2 separate regions of the Gossypium raimondii genome follow, and region 1 is linked to region 2. The links are chromatin contacts, called in public Hi-C maps. All regions are on one chromosome and are shown on one strand. The core of a region is the stretch at or near the end of the contact, and the rest is flanking DNA. Distances in the headings are between cores, read along the strand shown. Region 1 holds the start of LOC105773507 (ras-related protein RABA1c). Region 2 has its middle 7.1 kb from the start of LOC105772215.

Evidence for each region. Hi-C and Micro-C count contacts between places; a contact is called where the count stands out from the background.
Region 1: a Hi-C map of leaf shows a contact between it and region 2, with 2.8 times the contacts expected there. The contact joins the promoter of LOC105773507 here to the enhancer-like site in region 2. A contact is called at or near these places in 2 of 2 Hi-C or Micro-C datasets (both in leaf).

What each region holds. Positions count from the first base shown.
Region 1 is chr6:44,319,379-44,324,423 of ASM2569854v1, reverse strand. LOC105773507 (ras-related protein RABA1c) reads left to right here and starts at 2,571. Exons shown (of 2, transcript XM_012595481.2): 1 at 2,571-3,061. The coding sequence starts at 2,841.
Region 2 is chr6:44,206,357-44,211,288 of ASM2569854v1, reverse strand. No RefSeq gene overlaps it. Among protein-coding and RNA genes, the nearest start is that of LOC105772215, 7.1 kb to the right of the region's middle. Within about 2 kb of position 2,673, the one cell type or tissue checked has open chromatin away from gene starts, as enhancers often do. A contact at or near this core is called in leaf, where this site is marked.

The DNA of each region.
Region 1 (5,045 bases), core at 1,322-3,821, 110 kb before region 2:
ATATTTAAAAGAATTAGATAAAATTATAATTTTTAGTTTTTGTATTTCATTTTTATTTGTTCTAATTTGGTCCTATCCAAAATAGATAGTTACTCATCCGTATCAATCTATTACTTTTATTTATTTATTTATCATTTTTATAATCTAATATATAAATATATCAAATGGTTTAGATTAAATATTTTTAAATATAAAAGATTGTATAAAATTTTATTATTTAATAAATCTCAAGTAAACCTTAAATCCTTAACCATTTAATATATATAAAGTTTATCTATTATCTCTTAAATAATTTAAACTATAATTATAATGTTAATCTAAACCCTAAACCCCTAACCCCTATCTCCTAAACCTTAAATCATAAAACATAAACCCTAAACCACTAACCCCTAACCCCTAACCCCTAACCTCTAACCCTTAACCCCTCTTTTACAATTATTTAAGAACTTAATTAATATATAAATTAAAAAATACTAATTAATCTAAACCTTAAACCCTAACCCGACCACAAATCTTTAAATACTAAATCACTAACTCTTAACCCGTAACCCGTAACCCCTAACTACTAACCCCTAAACCTTATTTAATATATAAATTAAAAAACACTAATTAATCTAAACCTTAAACCCTAAACCCTAACCCGAATCCCTAACCCCTAAACCTTATTTAATATAAATTAAAACACACTAATTAATCTAAACTTTAAACCCTAACCTAACATCAAATTCATAAACCTTAAATCACTAACTCTTAATCTCTAACCCCTAACCCCTAACCTCTAAATCACAACCCTTAAACCAGAATCCCTAATCCATAATCCCTAATTCCATAATCTATAAACCTTAAAATTGTAACTCCTAAATCGGCCTTAAATCCTAAATTAACCACATACCTTAAACCATATACCCTAAACCATATATATTAAGCCCTAAACTATAATGATAATTAATTAAATATTTTAAAATTAATACTATCATATCTTTTACAATTATATATGAAATTATTTAATATATAAATTAAAAATTAATCAGTCATATTTTAAATAATAGTATTTTAATTTTTCCATTTTTAACAAATATTCAATTAAAAATAAATTGAATTTTAATTAATACAAATAAACAAATTAAATAGTAAATAGAAAGATATAATATTTTTGTGGCGTTTTTTCAAAAACGCCGCTAAAGATCTGAGCATTAGCGGCGCTTTCTCAAAAACGCCGCTAAAGATCTGAGCATCAGCGACGCTTTTTCAAAAACGCCGCTAAAGATCTGAGCATTAGCGGCGCTTTTTCAAAAACGCCGCTAAAGCCCTGAAAGGTCGTGGGCTTAGGTTTTTAGCGGCGTTTTTCCAAAAAATGCCGCTAATGCTAATTTTTAGCGGCGCTTTTTTGAAAGAGCTGCTAATGCTCGATCTTTAGCGGCGTTTTATGTAAAGCGCCGCTAATGCTCGATCTTTAGCGGCGTTTTTTGTCCAAACGCCACTAAAAGTGTTGCTAAAAGCCTGTTTTGGTGTAGTGGAAAGAGACTACAATAAATAGTATACATCACTCTTAGCATAAAACGATAATCAAAATCCAATTTTTTAAATTGGACCCGTGGTTAAACCGATCAGACCACCCGTTCTTGATTTAACCAGTCTATTTGGTTCAAAGCAAATAAATCATCAAAAAAATAAAGAAAATATTAAAAATTAAAGTAAAATTAGGTTAAACCAATTTAACTATCGATTCAACTAGTTTTTGAGTTTGGTTCAACCGATCTGTACTGGCTCCTGGGTCTACTAGTTTTTTGTCACTCTCCAAATCGATACCCCGACCACTTTGATCCAATCAATTCGACCAATTGATTCAATTGGGTTCAGACAACATTGCTAATATATCATCGAAAGCATTCAACTTGAAGGTTCTTTTTTGACAATTCTGTTGTACGCCTTTGAAAAATATTTCTAGCTAATACTAAAATTACAAGTTAATACTAAAATTTCTAACGGTATACCAATATTTGTAACAAATATTTCTAGCTTGTATAGGTTAGAAATTTTGGTATAATAATGATTCAAACCCATGCAATTTTTGGGGAAAGTAGATACTTTGACAATAAGCCACAACTTGGATTCGACGAGTTATTCCTAGTAAAATTATCATGAATGTTCTTTTATTAAGAGTCGGATTATATTTTGCCCACTTAACTAAAAAAAATGGCAATTTAGTCTCTGTATGTTAGATTAAAAATAAACTAATTTTTATTAAAATTTTATCTATTTCTATGGTTAAAATTGATTCATATATGTTAACATGAGTGGCACTGTCGATTATTTCATCGTTACATTAACTTTTAATAATATAAAACTAATTTACTTATTTTTTTATTAAAAACAGAAAATGCAAATTAATCTTAATACATCGTTATTCGTGTTATTAAAAATAAAAGGGAAAAGAAACCGAAAAATCAACAAATAGTGTCGTGAAATTACAACATTCCCACTTCAAAAGACCGTATATAACAATGGTTAAATTGACCCATAAATCCTCATTTTCCAGCAGCAAAAAGACGTTATAGGTGAAAAATTTTGAAGGCATTGAAGTCATTCCAGAAAAGGCCCCAACTTTCAAGGATATTTCCCCACATTTTCTGGAGTCCAACGGAGCAGACATTCAGTCTTTTACATTTCCAACTCATACCAAAACCAAAACAACTAGATTTTTTTTTCTTAGGCAGATCTTAAAAAAAGAGGCTTTTAATATACTTAGAAGCCGCGTGCCATCTCCTCTTTCACACACTCGTTTATTTACTTGACGCAAAGAAAGAGGCTAACAGCTGTGGTTCTGAGAAAGAGTAAAGATGGCTGGTTACAGAGCTGAGGATGACTATGACTATCTTTTCAAGGTGGTTTTGATCGGTGATTCCGGAGTCGGAAAGTCAAATCTGCTCTCGAGGTTCACCAGGAACGAGTTTAGCCTCGAGTCCAAGTCCACTATTGGTGTTGAGTTCGCTACTCGTAGCTTGAATGTTGATGGAAAGGTCATCAAGGCTCAGATTTGGGACACTGCTGGTCAAGAAAGGTCTCACTTTTCCTACTTTCTCGTCTTCCTTTCCCCTTTTTTTTTTTGATCTGGGTATTTATAGTTCTTTTCTGATTTTGTATACAAAGATTGGCAAATATCATAAGCGTATAAGGTTTTCCTTCTTCTTGGAGATTTTTTTCTTGAAATTCGTTGTTGCTTGGGAAAAGAAACTAACTTTGATTCTTGAAGAGTTTGGTTTGATCTGAAATGGGGTTTAACAAATCTCCCTTTTACCAGTATACTAGAGAAAAAAAGGGTCTTGCTTATCTAGATCTGTGAGTAGCTTGTAAGTAAATGGTGTTATGATTGCTTGTTTCTTGCAAATCTGTTGTTTAGATTTATATCTTTCCTAATAGGCTTGTATTGCAAATAGATCCAACATAGATTTGAAGTGCATGTCAGCAGATCTTGACTATTCTTAATCTTGTGATCATGTTATACGGGTTGTGTGCATTCATCTACAGTTAAGTGGCTTGACAAAATGAGTAACAAACGAGATGGTCATGCTTTGCATTAATATGTTCTCTTCCTGCTAGATATAAGATATATTTGTCTTCGTTACTTGCCCGCTTTCTTATTTTCTCATATGTTATCACTAGTTACAAAGAGATGATGATTGCTTACCAGGATCTTGAATCCGATTTGCGCATGGAATTTGTTAGTCTAGTGTTTAGCATCAATCTAGTCTGGTATTTTGGGATGTTGCAGGGACCTTATAGCTACAGTGTGGTAAATTGATTATGGAAGAAATGGCTTGAACAAGTAAATGATGTTAGTTTCTAGAGGGAGGGACCTTTCAAGTCCTTGAGTGGCAACTTTTAGGGTGTGCCTTGTTAACAAAGAAAAGTGAGATGAAAGAAAATAGGAGATGTATGATCATTTTCCATCCGAATGCATAAAAACAAATCATCCCAATTTGGAATGACAAGAAGAGATAAAATGAGAAAGATTTAAGTTAAGTGTGCATATTTACCAAATTTTACATTTTTTTTTTTAAATTTTCATTTTGTTTCTTTTATTTTCTACTCTACCAGGCAATGGGTGGAAAGAAAAATATTTTTCTATACTTAAACTTTTCATTTTCCATCTTTCCTACCAAGTATTCCAGCCAAAAAGAAAATGTAATTTCTATGTTTCTACTTATCTCCTCCTGTTTAACTTTTCATCTTTCCAATTTTCTTTTTACCTTACCAAGCAAAGCTTGATTTTATGGGGAAAGAGTAGTGCCTTAGTAATATGTTTTTCTTTTATTCTGGTGAAGTTGTACTTACCTTAAGGTTTCTTTTGCAATGTGGGATACTTTATTCGAAGAGCGACATGCTATAATTTACTACTATTGATTTTAAGAGAATTCTAGCGTGTTTTTAATTGAGTAATGGTGCAGTCAAGTTTGTTGTTGAACACCAAAATATTAAAATTTGGATGTTATATGCCGTTGACCAATATAGACTTGACTGGAGTTTTGGCAACTTTAGGTTTTGACAATGAAAATTTGTCAATATGAGAAGTCTCTTTGATCCTAGAGGATAGAGCGAGCAACCAATGAGGTGTACCCTTTTAGGCTTCTGATTCAAGAAGTGGTTAAAAGTACTTCTGCTAAGCCTTTTAAGTCGACTGCCTCTTTCCTGTGTCCCAGAGTACGGTAGGAGTGCTGCAGCTGCCAGCTTGCTACCAAGGCAATATACTTTACTTTTGAATCTTTACCATCTTAGCTGCCACATCATCACCAGTGACCAAGGTTGATCATCGCCTATTGCTGCCAAAGTGAGAATATTATTGCAAATGCTGCCTGCCATATTATCTCCCCAGCCAAATACTCCTCTACAGTCTTTTCAATTGCCCCCAGCATGGCTCAGCAATTCCCCTATTGCACATCTAGCTTGCTTCACTTCCGAGACCGCTGAATCTTGGTTGACATATGACATGATTCTTTTGAGGCATGCTCATGTATATTGCAGGCCTTGGTTTTTTATCCCCTTGT
Region 2 (4,932 bases), core at 1,424-3,923:
CACAGGCAACATTTGTTCTTGGCAGACAAATTACGGATAATGCGTTAATTGCATATGATGTGCTACAATCGCTGAAACAAAAAGGAGTGGTGTACAGGGCCATTTTGCCATGAAATTAGACGTGATAGGTTGAAATGGAGTTTCATTGAATAAGTTATGAGGTGTATGGGTTTTTGCGAAAATTGGTTAAGCTTAGTTATGGAGTGTGTTAGAACGGTGGAATATCTGTGCAAGGGAAAAATTTGAAATCTTCAAGAGGATTGAGGCAATGCGATCCACTTAGCCCGAATTTATTTCTAATATGTGCGTAAGGTTTTTCTGCCTTTATTAAATTGGCAAAATCTGAAGGAGCTATCAAAGCAGTAAGAGTCGGGAGAAGTGGGCTTTCCTTAACCCACCTATTTTTTGCAGATGACAGCACCTCGTTTGCGGCTACTTTTAAAGTTTTAGTGACCGAATATGAAGGAGTTTCAGGGCAATTGATAAATTGACTTTATTTTTTAGCAATAATGTGTCGAGCATCAAGAAGAAACAAATTGGGACAACTATGGGAGTAAGGGTCTCTAGTAACCTTGAAAAATACCTCGGGTTATCAACTATGATTGGAAAGCAAAAGAAAGAGGCATTTGCAAGTTTCAAAGATAGATTCAGGAAACGTATTGAAAATTGGAGTATACGTCAATTGTCACTTGGGAGGTAAAGAAGCAATTTTACAAGCCATCCCAGTCTATACGATGTAACGTTTTTTGTTGCCTGTTACGTTATGTCGTGAACTAGAAAGCATTACTAGTAAATTTTGGTGGCAAAATTCTAAAACAGGAAAGGGAACTCATTAGTGTGATTGGAGGGGGATGTGCTAGCCGAAAGCACAAGGGGGGTTGGGATTTAGGGAACTAACCAAGTTCAATATAGCGATACTTGCTAAACAAGGATGGCGGTTAATTATGAAACCAGATTGTTTGTTTGCTCACGTCATGAAAGGAAAGGATTATCCACATTGTGACTTTATGAGTGCCAGTTTAGGCTCTCACCCATCTTTTACCTGGAGGAGCATATGGGGAGCCAGAAGACTTCTGGAGCTAGGCATGGGCTAGAGGGTTGGAAACGGCAGATCAATAAACATCTGGAATGATGTCTGGTTACCAAGACCTGGACATGGAAAAGTTAGAATTCAGAATATTGATATTAATTAAATTGTAGCAGATCTTATTAATAGAGAGACAGCTACCTGGAAGTTGGAGGTCCTAAGGAAGCTTTTTGACGAGGAGCAGGTAAACAAAATTTTGACAATCCCAGTTGCTGAAGTTGATCTTGATGATGAAAGAATGTGGAGGGGAGACAGTATAGGTGTGTTTTCGGCAAAAAGTGGCTATAAATGGCTGCTTAGTGAAGAAGTGACAGCAGCGCAGGGGGAAATGTTACAACAAGCTACGCTATTACAGAACTTCTACAACAAATTATGGAAGTTACAAGTTGCAAGCAAAATAGAAATTACAACATGGAAAATTGCTAATAACTATATCCCTATGTTTGACAATTTACAAGTGAGGAATCTGCAGGTGGTGAACATTTGTCCTCTCTGTCGTACAATAGAGGAACCGGTGAGCCATATATTCCGGGATTGCATGTTTATTGAAAGTGTTCTGCAAGGGTTGGGGTAAATGTCTCGCCCAGCATTCAAGGACAAAGTTGGAAATTGTGGTCAGCAAATATATTTTCTTGTACAGGAGAGGAGAAATGCAAATGGCTAACTATTGTGTTATGGGCAGTCTGGTACCACAGAAATAAGGTATATCATCAGGGTGAAAAACGGAACATAGTGGGTCTGGTTACGTTTATTAAAGCATATTATTCAGATAGCACATTTACAGAATCCGTGATTTCAACACCTATGAACCAGATGAATAGTATATGGACGCCACCAGGAATTAATGAAGTTAAATGCAATTTTGATGCGACTTTCAACAAGTGCATGTTTAGTTCGGTATTTGGGATAATCTTTAGAGATAGTGAGGGGCACATTTTGGCGACTTGTGCTTACCCAAATAGTTTTGTGGCCGATGCCACCACGGTTGAGGCGAAGACTTGTTTACAAGCGGTGACGGTGGCCGAAGAGTTGGGATTCCGACGACTAGTGGTGGAAGGGGATTCCTTAATAGTTATTAAGAAAATCCGTTCATCAGAGAATGACAGATCAAGCATTTCTATGATTATCAAAGAAATAAAAAAGAGGGCCCAAGGATATGAGAGTTTTACTCGTCATTTTGTGGGCAGAGCGGTGAACCGAGCGGCGCATACGATTGCGAAGGAAGGAAATCAATGGCCATCGGCGATGATTTGGGTTAAGGAGGCACCTTCAAGAGTTGAAGCGGTGGCCGAAGAAGATAGAAGGGCTCTGTTTTGAGGATGAAATGGGTCGTAGGAAGGGGATTTTTGCGGACTCCGACGGTTTCAGGTTCTTTAACGATCCATCGTTGGACGTTAACAATAATGTTTTTTGGAGATAGACGATGGTAATAGAACAGACGGAGAGGAAAGCCAATCAGTTTAGGCTGCAATTTTTTCTGATTTGTTTGGCTTGTTTCTTTGTTTTTCTGGTAGTCTTTCTAAGGTTTCTTGAAGGCTACTGTTGTTTTTAATGCGTCTGTTCAGGTTTTTAGGCATCTAGAAAGTTGAATTCTGCTTTTAGGTTATTTTAGGGGGTGTCACCGACGGTTTGGGGGCAGCTGTTAGGCTACACGTGTTTTACATGTAGTCATGTAATTGTTTATTTTATTAATGACATCCTTTCAGTTTTCTTTTAGAAAAAAAAAAAACGATACAAATATTCAAATATGTAAAAAACTATATATGGAATTATAAATATATAATTTTTAAAACACATGTAAGACAGAAATTGCCAAATGTAGATTAAAAGAAAATATTTCTCCTGGGCTCAGGGCTTTATTTTGGACGACCAGCTTCAAAATAACAGGCTTTATTATAGTGGGCAAGAAGTTGAGCAAGTCCATATATCATTGTAAAGAGTAAACCAACATGCAGCACCCAATTTTAAATTTCGCATCTTCTCTTCTAATGTCATATGTCTTGATGATTTTATATATTTAATATTTAATTAATTTTTAATTACAATTTTTCTATACATTTTCTATTCAAATAACGAATCTATTTTAAAATTAGCATAGTTTTTAAATATATGATTCTCACTACTTTTATTTTATTTCAACTTTTTAACTAATAAGTGTAGATTAAATATTATAATTATTTTTAATTGTGAATTTAGTAATATGGTGAAAAATAAAATAATTTTTTTTTCAGTTTTTCTAATTTTATATATAATATTAGATATTAATTTTGTACAGTAATGTGCAATTTTAATATTTTAAAAAACATTCATACTTTTCTTTCTGCCACATCGGAAAACCAAAATTGCGCAAATAATTTTTATTATATAAATATATTTAGTATTATCTATTAATAATTTATTGTTGTCAATGGAATTGAAAAATGGGCAAAATGGTCCCTAGAGTTAAAAAGTGTGTTGATATAGGGTTATTTTGGACTTTTACATATAAGGTAAATAATAAATTTAAAATTGATCAATTTGAAAAATATATGAATTAAAATTAACTAAATTAAAATATAGAAATGAAATCTATAACTCAACTTAGGCATAGTATATGGAGTAATAATAGAATTTCTCATATATATAAATAGTTTAACAAACAAATAACAATAAAATTGGTAAAGTCTCATAGTAGTCCCTATACATACATAACATTACATTTTGGTCCTCTATTGAATTGAAAAATGGGTAAAATCGTCTCTATAGTTAAAAGTGTCTGTTGAATGTTTATTTTGGTGTTATATATATAAGATAAATAATAAATTTAACCTTCGACCTTGGTACCTTTATTCAATTTGGTCTTTACTCTTTTCTTCAAAATAAATTAATCATCAATCTTTCATTATTGGCCCGACACTAATTTTATTTTATTTGACATATGAAAAATACTTTAAATTTTTTAAAAATTTCAAAAGTCTTAACAAAAAGTTAAAAATTATAATTCCAAAATTATGAAAAATTGCTCTTTAGAATTAAAAAAACATAAAAATTATAAAATTCAAAATATAAAAAAATCTAAAGTTTTCTTAAAAAAATTAGAAAAGCAAAAGATTTTCAAATTTTTTATATTTATCTCTTTTTACATAAATGTAAAAAAAATTATAAATAACTCAACTTATCAAAAATTTATTTAAGATAATTGGTGGTAATATATAAAGTAAGTTGGATTCAAATATCTTAATGATTAATCAAGGAGCACGTGAGCTTAACTAATTTTTTTATTGACAAATTAGAATTTGAACCTTGTTGACAGGGGATCGGCTCTTTTGGGAGAAGTTTTCAAAGTGTCGTCCTCTCTGCAGCCGATCCAAACCGTCTAAAATCAAAGGTATTGTCCTTGTGGTTAGGGTTTTATCCTTCGAGCTTTGCGGAGAACCGTGTATGGTTCACGGAGGGGCACCTTGGTTGGCGGAGTCTGGTACCTGCAAGATTTGAGTTACCTATTAGTATTGGGTGCGTGAATACTTATAGGGGCACTAGGTTTGTTTATAAGGTTCATATAAGGCCTTGATAGGTGCTTCAATCCACAGTGCACCTAAGTAACCCTATAATTATTCACACACCTAACGCTAACACGTATCCTGAATCTTGCATATACCAATCTCCACCAACCAAGATAACCCCCTTCGTGAATCGTACACGACTCTCTGCAAAAGCTAGGGTGCTCAAGTAGCATCAGGTTTGCTTATAAGGTTCATATAAGGCCTTGGTTAGTGGTTCGATCCACGGCGTGCCCAAGTACCCCTATAATTATTCACACACCCAATACTAACACGTATCTTGAGTCTTGAAAGTATCGATCTCCA